3 separate regions of the Zea mays genome follow, and all the other regions are linked to region 2. The links are chromatin contacts, called in public Hi-C maps. All regions are on one chromosome and are shown on one strand. The core of a region is the stretch at or near the end of the contact, and the rest is flanking DNA. Distances in the headings are between cores, read along the strand shown. Region 1 holds the start of LOC103638693. Region 2 holds the start of LOC103638692. Region 3 has its middle 52 kb from the start of LOC100279655.

Evidence for each region. A called contact is a pair of places that touch in the nucleus more often than the background predicts.
Region 1: a contact with region 2 is called in a Hi-C map of endosperm, with 2.6 times the contacts expected there. The contact joins the promoter of LOC103638693 here to the promoter of LOC103638692 in region 2. A contact is called at or near these places in 7 of 25 Hi-C or Micro-C datasets (ear, endosperm, leaf and 2 more) and 1 of 3 datasets of contacts at active chromatin or transcription factors (leaf).
Region 3: a Hi-C map of ear shows a contact between it and region 2, with 1.7 times the contacts expected there. The contact joins the enhancer-like site here to the promoter of LOC103638692 in region 2. A contact is called at or near these places in 2 of 25 Hi-C or Micro-C datasets (ear and endosperm).

Annotation. Positions count from the first base shown.
Region 1 is chr9:95,697,733-95,701,062 of Zm-B73-REFERENCE-NAM-5.0, reverse strand. LOC103638693 reads left to right here and starts at 1,264. Exons shown (of 4, transcript XM_008661534.3): 1 at 1,264-1,459; 2 at 1,532-1,605; 3 at 1,725-2,150; 4 at 2,224-2,970. The coding sequence starts at 1,739. The coding sequence ends at 2,900.
Region 2 is chr9:95,485,132-95,488,813 of Zm-B73-REFERENCE-NAM-5.0, reverse strand. It overlaps LOC103638692, which reads right to left and starts at 1,907. Exons shown (of 6, transcript XR_002265128.3): 1 at 1,564-1,907; 2 at 1,313-1,483.
Region 3 is chr9:95,639,958-95,643,308 of Zm-B73-REFERENCE-NAM-5.0, reverse strand. No RefSeq gene overlaps it. Among protein-coding and RNA genes, the nearest start is that of LOC100279655, 52 kb to the left of the region's middle. Within about 2 kb of position 1,593, at least 14 of the 20 cell types and tissues checked have an H3K27ac peak or open chromatin away from gene starts, as enhancers often do. A contact at or near this core is called in ear, where this site is marked.

The sequences.
Region 1 (3,330 bases), core at 15-2,514, 210 kb before region 2:
AGCTATAGAGAGTAAAAAATAGCTATAGAGAGTAAAAAATAACTTGGTCTCCAAAAGTTTTTAATATTTGGGAAGTAGTTCAGTTTTGAATCTAGTTTTGGTAGGTTCATTTTCTTTTTTCTGGAGTTCGATCAAGATTTTGTCTCCCTGATAGCCTACTTCTCTGTAGCGGCGGCGTGAGCGCCGATAGACTGCAACAATTACATACAATGTCTCCTAGAAGCTAGTAATCATGTTAGTGCCTTGTATCTATCTACTATATCCAATAACGTAGAAGGAGGTGAACCTTGAGCCTGCGCATCGGACCTGGCAGGGCGGCATAGCTAGCTTGACGGCAGGGTCGAGTGTCAAGAAGTTCAACGGCGAAGGAGAATGCTTAGTCGTCTGGCGACGCCAGAGCTGCCTTGGTGGCATAGTCGTGGGGCCGAGGAGCAGGGTTACTCCCGTCGGACCTAGCAGATGGAGGGGTTGAGGGTAGAAGACATCGAGGGTGGAGTAGACCGGTTGGCGCAACCTGTGGAGGAGCGGTGGACCAAAAATTTATGCCACACGTGTCGGACCCGACTGTCTCGCTACGGTCCGACCTAGCTACATAGCTGCATAAGAAAGAACGAGCATACGGTGCGAAGAAATCAATGCCAACTACGTTTGAGAAGTTGTTGGATAGCAAATAACTAAATTTAGCAAGTCTATTTAGAGAATTATTGGAGAAACGTTAGTCGCTCTAACTCGCCTTCTAGCTTGAATCAAGGCGTGGCTGGCTGCTACTCAGCTAAACCAAGTGCCAGCCTTGCTGTCACTAGGGTGAAAACGGGACAGGATTACCCGGCGGGTACCGGATACGGGTACTTAAAATACCCTGTTTTTCGGGTACCGGATACGGGTAATTTTGTATACGGGTCGGATACGGATACTACCCGGATATGCATCAGTCGGATACGGGTAGGATACATGATGACCACTACCCGGCAAATACCCGAGAAGTACGGGTAGGATACGGGTACCCGGTTAGCGGGTACCCGCTTCAGTTCCTGCATGCATTGTGCCTGTACGTGGAACGTCTCGGGCTCTCGGCTCATGCATGCTCGTTGTGGAACGTCTCGGGCTCTCGGCTCATGCATGCTCGTTTCAATTTTCTAGTGCCTGTGCGTGGAATGTCAAGCCCATGCTTGTTTCATGAACATGCTACGTGCAAACAGGCCCAGTCGGCAGCCCCAGTCCATCCGGCCATTTGTTTGGACGACCAGACGTCCACCAGTCACCACGCGACCACGGTCCACGGACTCACGGAGACAGACGCAGACGCCGCACCCGCACGGCCGTAGCTAGCCCTAGCCGCCAGGCACCAGCGGCCAGCCGGAGGCCCGGACGACTGGACTGCCATTCTGCCAAAGCCGTCGTCGCCACAGGGAAGCGCCAGTACGCCGCCGCGCCGGTACGCCGCTCGGCCCTTCTACAGGTGAGTCTCCACCCCGCTCATGGCAGTTCGCCTGTTTCCATCCGACACTCAGGTTTACTGCACCTGTTCCAGTGTTCGTAGTCCCAGTTGTTCCGGCGAGTGGCGACTATCAGCTTCAGAGCTTCCCCAAATCAGCCACTAGAAAGGTCAGCATCAACATTCACTGTCCGAGCATCTCTTATTCTGTTTAGTCAGGTGTTCATGTCACTGAGATGGAGGATGTAAATCAGTTTTCATGTCACTGAGAATATCTTATTTTATTTAGGAATTGGCAGCACCATGGATGTAAATCACATCACTGAGATGGAGGATGGTTTAAATGATGATGAAATGGAATATCCATTTGAGGGTGATGCTAATGCCAGTAACAATGATCAGATAGTAGAGGACCATGCTGATGATGCCCCTATTGCTAGTGGTGAGAATGCCATCGTCCAACAGCAAGTTGGTCTGAGAAAGAAGAAGTACATGTATGTGAATGACCATCGTGTTGTGAAACAACGGAAACTAGTACCAACAGTGACAATTCCCGCTATGAACAAGGATAAAGGTCCAATGCCAATGAGTATCTCCAAGATGAAAACCAAGAAGCCAATCGGTACCCCTACTAGCAGCAAGCTAATGGCATCTGCATTCAAGGTCACATCAAGCAAGAATGAACTTATGGTTTTAATGCAAAAATCAGCTGAAGGTAATGACTTTGTGCATTTTCTTTTCATAGGCTGCAAGTTTCAATTTGCAATAAAAAATGTTTTTTGTTGTAGTTGTGCAACCTGCAATTGCAAGTGCTACCGCTAGTGCAAACGCAAGTGCAAGTTCAAGTGTAAGGGCAAGTGCAAGTGCAAGCATACCAGCAAGTGCCCAAGCAAGTGTCGGCGACGATGAAAAACAAGTAGATGGCCAGATTGGGAAAAGACTCACTTCATGGGTCTGGCAACATTTCACAAGGTATGAAATAGATGTTGAGCAACCTGATGGTTCCAGTGTTAAGCAAAAGTGGGCAAAATGTCTTCGATGTTCACATAAAGCTAAGGCTGATGCTTCAAATGGTACAAAGGCTTTTAGTAACCACTTAAAATTGAAACATTGTCTTGTGAAGGGTCAACAACAGCTAAGTCAGAGTGGGAATGACATAGCGACATATAAATATGATGAGAAAGCCAGTGTGAGACTTCTATATTATGCCATCATCATGCATGAATATCCATTCATTGTTGCCGAACACAAGTATTTTATGAAATTTATCAAATCACTACGGCCATCCTTTCCTTTCAAGTCTCGTATCACTGTTCGTAAAGAGATCCTTCGCTATGTTGTTTGCGCTTTTGTAATAAACTATGTAGCATGTTGTGTATCTCTTTTAATGTTGCGGCGAACTTGTGTGAAATATCCACTATCTATTATATATTTGTGGAATTGTGAACTTGTGGATTATACATAAAAGACGGGGTATGCTGCTGATTTACTTTTAAAATTGTGTTGTTTCTTCTATAATGAACCTGTGTGAAATATCTACTATTTGTTATATACTTGTGGACTTGTGGAGTATGCCTAAAAGAGGGGATATGCTGCTGATTTTTTTTTTGAAATTGTGTTTTTAGTTCTATAATGAACTTGTGGTTAGTAACTTGAATTGTATGTGTCCATTTTGTCAATATTTGGCTTTTTCATCAGGACAGACTATCCGACTAATATCCGTTATCTATCCGGGTAATATCCGATATCCGTTTCTTACCCGCCCTATTTATTACCCGATCCCGTCCTGTATCCGTCCCGGATTTTAACTATCCGTATCCGATCCTGTATCCGAGAAAATTGTATTAGGGTAGGATATGAGATGACCTAGTATCCGTCCGTATCCGTCCCGTTTT
Region 2 (3,682 bases), core at 658-3,157:
CATGTGACACTACAAGCACTAAAACTACACCATGTGTTTACTAACCAAATTGGAAAATAAAATCGGATGAGTGAAAAGAACATTTTGAATCATCATGATCGACTATAGTAGCATCTACTGCAGAAACAACAAATCAGAAGCCTGTTCTGTAACTATGAAAATGTAGATACCACCAGCATCGACACGCAACGATATTGGTCCTGAAGCATCAAACTTAACCATGGATATCCCTCATCCGTACCTGTTTAAAATAAAATCGAATATGTAACTAAAAGGGAACTACATAAATCTCCTTTCACCCTTGGTCATATTTTCCTTTGACATAATCTTCATTAGCATAACGCCCGACTGAATTTGCCCGGAGCACTGGAGCAGCACATCAGTTGTTAAAAATCAGTGTCACAACTCACATTTTCCCCAAAACTACAGCTCTAAAACCTCAAGCCTCAACACTAACTACAGAACATTGGGATCCAACACATACTCCCAGCCTATGTGACTCCATCTTTATCCCCACCTGCCTCAGTAGTGGTTTTCTGCCCTACATTCCAGGTTCGATTTTCACATTCTCCATTGCAGGAAGCCGATCGGCACCAAAACTGTGAGACATCTGGTGGCAGATTGTACCAGTTAGAAGGCAATATGTCATGTGTGCCAATTTTCAGTTCCTTCAGCACTAATTTCAGAAGATCCATCCTAGTGAATAAAGGACCCCCAACCTAAGTACAAGTAATGCAAGGCACCACAATGCTACAAAACTCTAGTGAGCCAAGGCTATCAGGAACAAGATACCACCTTCCTATGTGTAATTCTCAACTCACAGCTGTTATTGATGACTTGACAACAGCTCATGATGCACAGAAGCTTCTCACGTGGTGCTTTAAAGGAATTAATCTTCTGCAGCTCTTTCACTGCAAGCTGAAGTGGCATGTGCAGAGAAAGAATGGTCTCAGTCAGTATGAGCTTTGGCTGTATCACTGGAACGATTTCTTTCATGGGAACTTTGGATAATTTAAAATTTTGGATTTTACATGATTAAAACCAGCAACTTCTTGAATATACACAGTACAATCAGAGCATAATTGATAACAGAGGGGGAAAATAGAGCTGAATGCTTAACAATTGACACCCTTTTGAATATCGAGGCTAGCAAATTTATATCCAAGTAATACTATTTTGGGGGCTTCATTTTGATCAAACACACAATGCTATTAAAATGTGAAATGCACCAATTACTCCCATCCTTAGAACTTATGACAAACATCAAGGACTGAAATCGCATTGTGGATGCTTCAAGCTCAGAATGAGTTACCAGCCACGATGCCTCGTTATGCAGGACCTTGGGTATATCCAAGTGATGAGGCTTAACAAACTGCTGCAAGAGACCAATCTTCTCTAAGATGTCCATGTCGGAAACGGCATCCTCAGTGGAAGTCCCAAACGTGCGGTCGAACAATTTGGTCATGACATACTTCTCCAGGCCCTAACGCACAAAAAAGGCCTCATCAGGTACATGGAGGCAAAAAACAAGGAACAGTGATTCAGTGAGGGGTAGGGCTTCACCTCAAGCGCGTGGTCGATCTCCTAGTCGGTGGCGTTGGCCCAGAGCGGGTGGTCCCTGATGGTGCTCTCCATCTCCGCGAGGAAGGCCTAGACCTTGTTGCCGTCCTCCTCGGTGTTGGGCGCGTGGAAGGAGGAGACGAGGAAGCTGTCGGCGCCAAGCTAACCACGGATGGGGACGGGGACGCATTTCCAGGTTTTCGTCTGGGGTACATTAAAAGACAATTGTATCAAAAGAACATGTAGTCAGGTTTTTGTTTTCAAGAGAGTTGTGACTTATGATTATCTTGAAGCAATAAAATTTCCCTTATCAAAAAAAATCAAGAGAACATGTAGGTACTATTTGCATCAACTCTTCATTAGCTAGTATCTGCATTATAAACTCTGGAAAATAGCATGGTAAACTGAACATTGGTGATACCTGGCAATCGAATTGTCTGTGACGCTACTCAGTTTTCATGTGCTTCTCTTTTCACCTGTAATGAGCATGCCGATCTTAGTTTTTTTGTTAAAAAAGAACAGACCCCTCACAAATTAGTAAATACTACTGAATGACCAAGTCGGCGTGGTAATATGCTAACAATACCATTGAATATTTTGTCCAAGTTTTTTTTGGCAAAAAAGGGGCGAATAGTGCTAGCATCACCATGGTTATCACATAGGTGACATGTTGGTGTGTGTGGCGTTAGCAGATCACATGGTACCATTTGCCTTCACAAAGCTATTAGCAAATTATACAAAGTTATGCAACGTACGGTCCATTTCATGATCCAAAAACAAAATCTCAGTGTAGTTGTACAAGATGTAGAGATCACAAGGCGAGGTCTATAAACAAGGGGATCCTCGTCCGCGGGCTCCTCCAGCAACAGGCGCGCGAGCAGGGACCCGTCGGCTTCTTATGCACTTTGGCCTTTCCCAATTCCCATATCACTCCTTTACTCACCATAACCTTTACCAAAGCTCGGAATCAATTGAAAATGGTTGCAGACGGTGTCAAACTCCATAGGAGTATAAAACCAAACCCACTCAAGGCTGAACCTGAAGTGTTCCAGTTTATCATGTAGTGTTCTTAACTTCTTATTGTCGGCCAAGGTAAACAAACAACAAATAAGTATTTTAGACTTAATAAAATTCAAACGATTGACTTGAGGCACATTTACAAAAATGAAAATATTTTTCACAACCCAGAGGTAGCATGTGTGATAAGGCATGGTCTTGGGGAAAAATTAGATCTTGTGACTTGCGTAAGTGTTTGTGCCCATGTTAAACAAAATAAAATACAAGCATAAGTGTCAAACAAAATAAAATACAAGCGTAACTGTTTTCAATAGAAATACGGAACATTGGTTGGATATCCACCGTTAACAATTTTCACTAAGTCATATACTCCTATCATAGCACTGAATAAACTCTTCAATCACACCAGATATTGCCATGTGCAGGAGATGATAACCATGAATAATCTAGCAGCATGTACAGAATCATTGAAGATGAACTACTGTTGAAGAAAATAAAACAGTTATCTACAACCTGAACTATTGGCATGCATTATAAAATAAATCTCTACTACTCTAATGATTGGCGAGGGCGGTGTGGGGAACGTGGTCGGAGGTTGGCGAGGGCTGGTGGTGAGCGTGTGTCGGGGCAAGGGCGCGAGAATGGCAGATCAGCAGCGGCGACCGCGCCATCCGCTCGATCGAGATCACCAGCCCAGCGTAGCGCGCCGCCAGCGCCGCCGCGTCCCCGCCGGGGGCGTCAGTGCCGCTGATCTGTCCTTCAGGAACCCGCTGTCCCGCACCTGCCATTTCAGGAACCCGCCGATCTGTCCTTCAGGAACCCGCATGAATTCGGTGTGCCTAGATCGATACCGATAATATCTGCCATGGTCGGCTTTGTGCTGCTTGCCCAGATATTTGTGTCAAAAAATATTGGAAGCCTTATCAATAAAGATGATTAGCATAGACAACAAACCATACAATTCTAGACATCTTTTCAAGTTTTTTTAATAAATAAACATTTACGAAAGAAGCAGATACTGCTTATTGCCATGATTATATTAAATCATTTCATGCCACGGAATTTAATATCACCTACCTGAAGAACCCAGTTTGTGAGACCGACT
Region 3 (3,351 bases), core at 344-2,843, 150 kb before region 2:
TCGCGTGGGCAGAGCGAGAGAGAGGGCGAGAGGGTTTGGCAGACGACGCAAATGAGAGAGGGGAGGGGGCGAGCAGGGCGCGGGGCTCAAAAGGGGCGCGGGCGCACGGACGTGGCTGGAGAACGTGCGGTCGTGGGCGCGTCCACGGCGGGGAGATCGTGGGCGGGAGGTTGAGGACGGCTGACAGGTGGGGACGACGGGACAGAGAGAGGGAGAGTGGGCGCACGCCAGGGAACCAACACTGACAGGTCTAGCCCACAGGGCAGAGAGAGAGGGGGAGAGAGGGCGCGCTCAGGCTTGCGCCGACAAGCGGGGCCCGCCTGTCAGACACCGAGGGCGCGCGGGGCTGGGTCGGCTTGGGCTAAATGGGTTGAAATGACTTTTTCTATTTCCAGGGAATTTCTAATTGCTTTTCTATTTATTTTCACTAGGGTTTTCAATTGAAATTCAAATCAAGTTTCAAATTCAAGCCAAATCAAATATATGCAACAATTCAAAGAATATTTAGGCTCAATATGATGCAACATTCCATGACTCATAAGTTTTGGGCAAAATAAAATAATAATCCTTCACTAATACAACTAACTCTAATTAAAAGAAAAAGAGAGGGAGAAAGCTGGAGAGAGAGAATCTAGAGTGAGATAGAGAAGACTAACACCTGAAATTGGATGATCATAAGAAAGAAATTTTATACCCCCAAATTTAGGGTGTTACACTGCCACACTTAGGTTATCTTGGCGATGAGGAGTCCAGGTCTGAGATATTGGACAACCAAGACCCGTAGCGTAGCAGCAGTCGGCATATGCTACGGAGTTGGTGGTGATGTTGTGTCGCTTCGGCGGGTCCAGGGCTGGAAAGACACTCGCATTCTCTCGCCGTTCTCGGATTGACGCCTGATGCGGGTGCCTCTCGGTTTGTAGCTGCTCCGGCTGGGCTTCTTTCTCCGCTAGCGTGCTCTCTCCCTATATATCTAGCGGTATACTACCTGTGTCGCCTCCAGATGCCCAGGTCTTCGTTGTGTCTTTTTCTACGGCAACGAACAAGTATGTCCGCCTCTTCCCTTCCCCTCCTGCTCTACGAAACCTTGGAAGTGGAGGAGTCGAGAGATAAGAGTCTCTGATTTGCTGCCTATGATACCCGTGCGTTTATAAAAAATATTATGCAAAAAGTGGAGACAATCAATAAAAATATTGATATTTTTTTGGTGGATAGTTTACGTGGGTATTGTTGTAAGCCGTCGCAACGCACGAGGAACCGACTAGTTATTCTATATGGTTGAGTTGTTTGTGGTGGAATTTAGTTTAAATTTTGTATAAAACTAACACGCGTAGACTAGGAGGAAAACATAGACATGTAAAGAAAGCTTACATTCCAAAATAATCCACGCGGTTTGGCAGGAAATGGATGGATAGGCGGCATACCGAGGGGGTCATGGTCATCGATGATTCTAGGTTCCGCACACGCACTTACACGTGGGGGCAAGGTGCCTGTGGCGGATTGTTCGGCGAATTTGTTTGGTACTGGCACGTACTATAGAAATAATTGGCTGCCTCGTGGGCCGGTGCATGCGGCCGGTGGTTTGTTAGTACAGTGGAGCCGGTGGTTTGTTAGTACAGTGGATGATGCATGCATATGGTTAGCTAGTCCATCTCAGTGCATCATAACATCCTGCAAAATCGAACGCTGTCACAAAGGGTTTAGGGTAAACACCCTCTAGTACGTGTTCGTTGATTCCTGTGTACCCTGCCCAAATGTATCATAAACTATGGCCTACTTTGACTTTTGGGTGGAGATTAGACAATGGGTCGGGTTGAGATCGGGTGAAGTAAAAATCCGTCCGATATCATATCTGTGGGCGTAATTCCAAATCCACACCTAACCCGTCGGGTTACGGGTGAGTTTTGGGTCATCCGCGTGTTTTTATTAAGTGTGCACTTTTAAACAATAATTTATCTATAAACAATTAAGTACTAATAATAATTGAGTTATAACGTTTATGAAGTGCCGAATTAGGCCGTCATACATGAAAAGTATTTCTTTTTAGCGATGATTTTTTTATATTGATGGTTCCTAAAGAAGTAAACGCCAGTAGCGCAAAATGTGGATCCAGGCCAAAATCGTCATTACAAATGAATATACACTGGTATTTTCTTATAAAAACCGCTAGCCTAAGATTATGTTTGGAGGCACACCGTTTTTTTAAAAACCAGTTTCTATAAACTAGTTTATGAAAAAAAAAGTTGGGTGACGGTGTTTGGAACTTAGTTTCAAAGAAACCATATTCTATTGATACATAATTACTATCATACATTTCCTCTATTTTAAAAAACGGTAGCAATATATGTAAATTCTATAAAACCAAAAAAGGCATGATGTAATTAAACAAACAAAAGTGGTTTTAGCTAAAAAAGAGCAACTTGGGAATCCAATTTCTATAAACACTAGAACATAAACTGTTACGTTTAGAATCACTATAGTTTTTATAATCAATTTTTTTAAAAAACTAGGTGCTTCCAACCATGCCATAAATAGTATTCACAGCAGCAGCAGCCGTTTTGATGCTCTTTCCAACAATTACCATGATACTTGCTAATATATTTTACTATCTCTCTCAAAGATTCTCCATCTAAATACAATTCGTCTCCAACAATTCTCCATGTACACTAGAATTCAGTTAATTAACATGTATTTATCTTTCTTTGAAATTTTAAAATTCATACAATGTTTGTAGTGCCATAATACACATTACTAACTAGTTGTACGTACTTTGCTACGATTTTTATATATTATATATGTAAGTATTGAGATATCTATTCAAATATAATTATTTTTTGTTTCTAAACACTAAGTTACGTGTGGTTTGGTAGTTAGCCTCAAATTTCTGAGGCAGGGGCGTGGGTTCAATTGCTTGCTCTGCACTATTTTTTATACAATTATTGTTTATTTCTAAACACTAAGTTACTTGTGGTCTGCTAGCTGTGCGGGCGTTGGGGACCATAGGGCAGTAGCTGAGAGAACGCTGCGTGGACGCTGGACGTTGGGCCCATAGGGCACGGCGCCGAGGCGGGACGCATATGGGACGGGAGAACCAGTCGGGAGAACCAGGCGGGACGCATATGGGCGCCGGTAGTGACGTGAGGCGGGCTCAAAGTGTTAGCACGGAGGGTGAAGCCATGGTAGCATCAGATACCCACATTAGGTTCTTAATAGAGTAGTATAGATTATCATACCATGAGGCTTAAATTGGAATAAAACATGTTAATTAACATATAAGGGGAGCTATATGCGGCTGTTGGAGACCAAATCCCCCTAAAGCTCCTCCTATGTCACGTTGGGGGAGCTTTAAGAGGC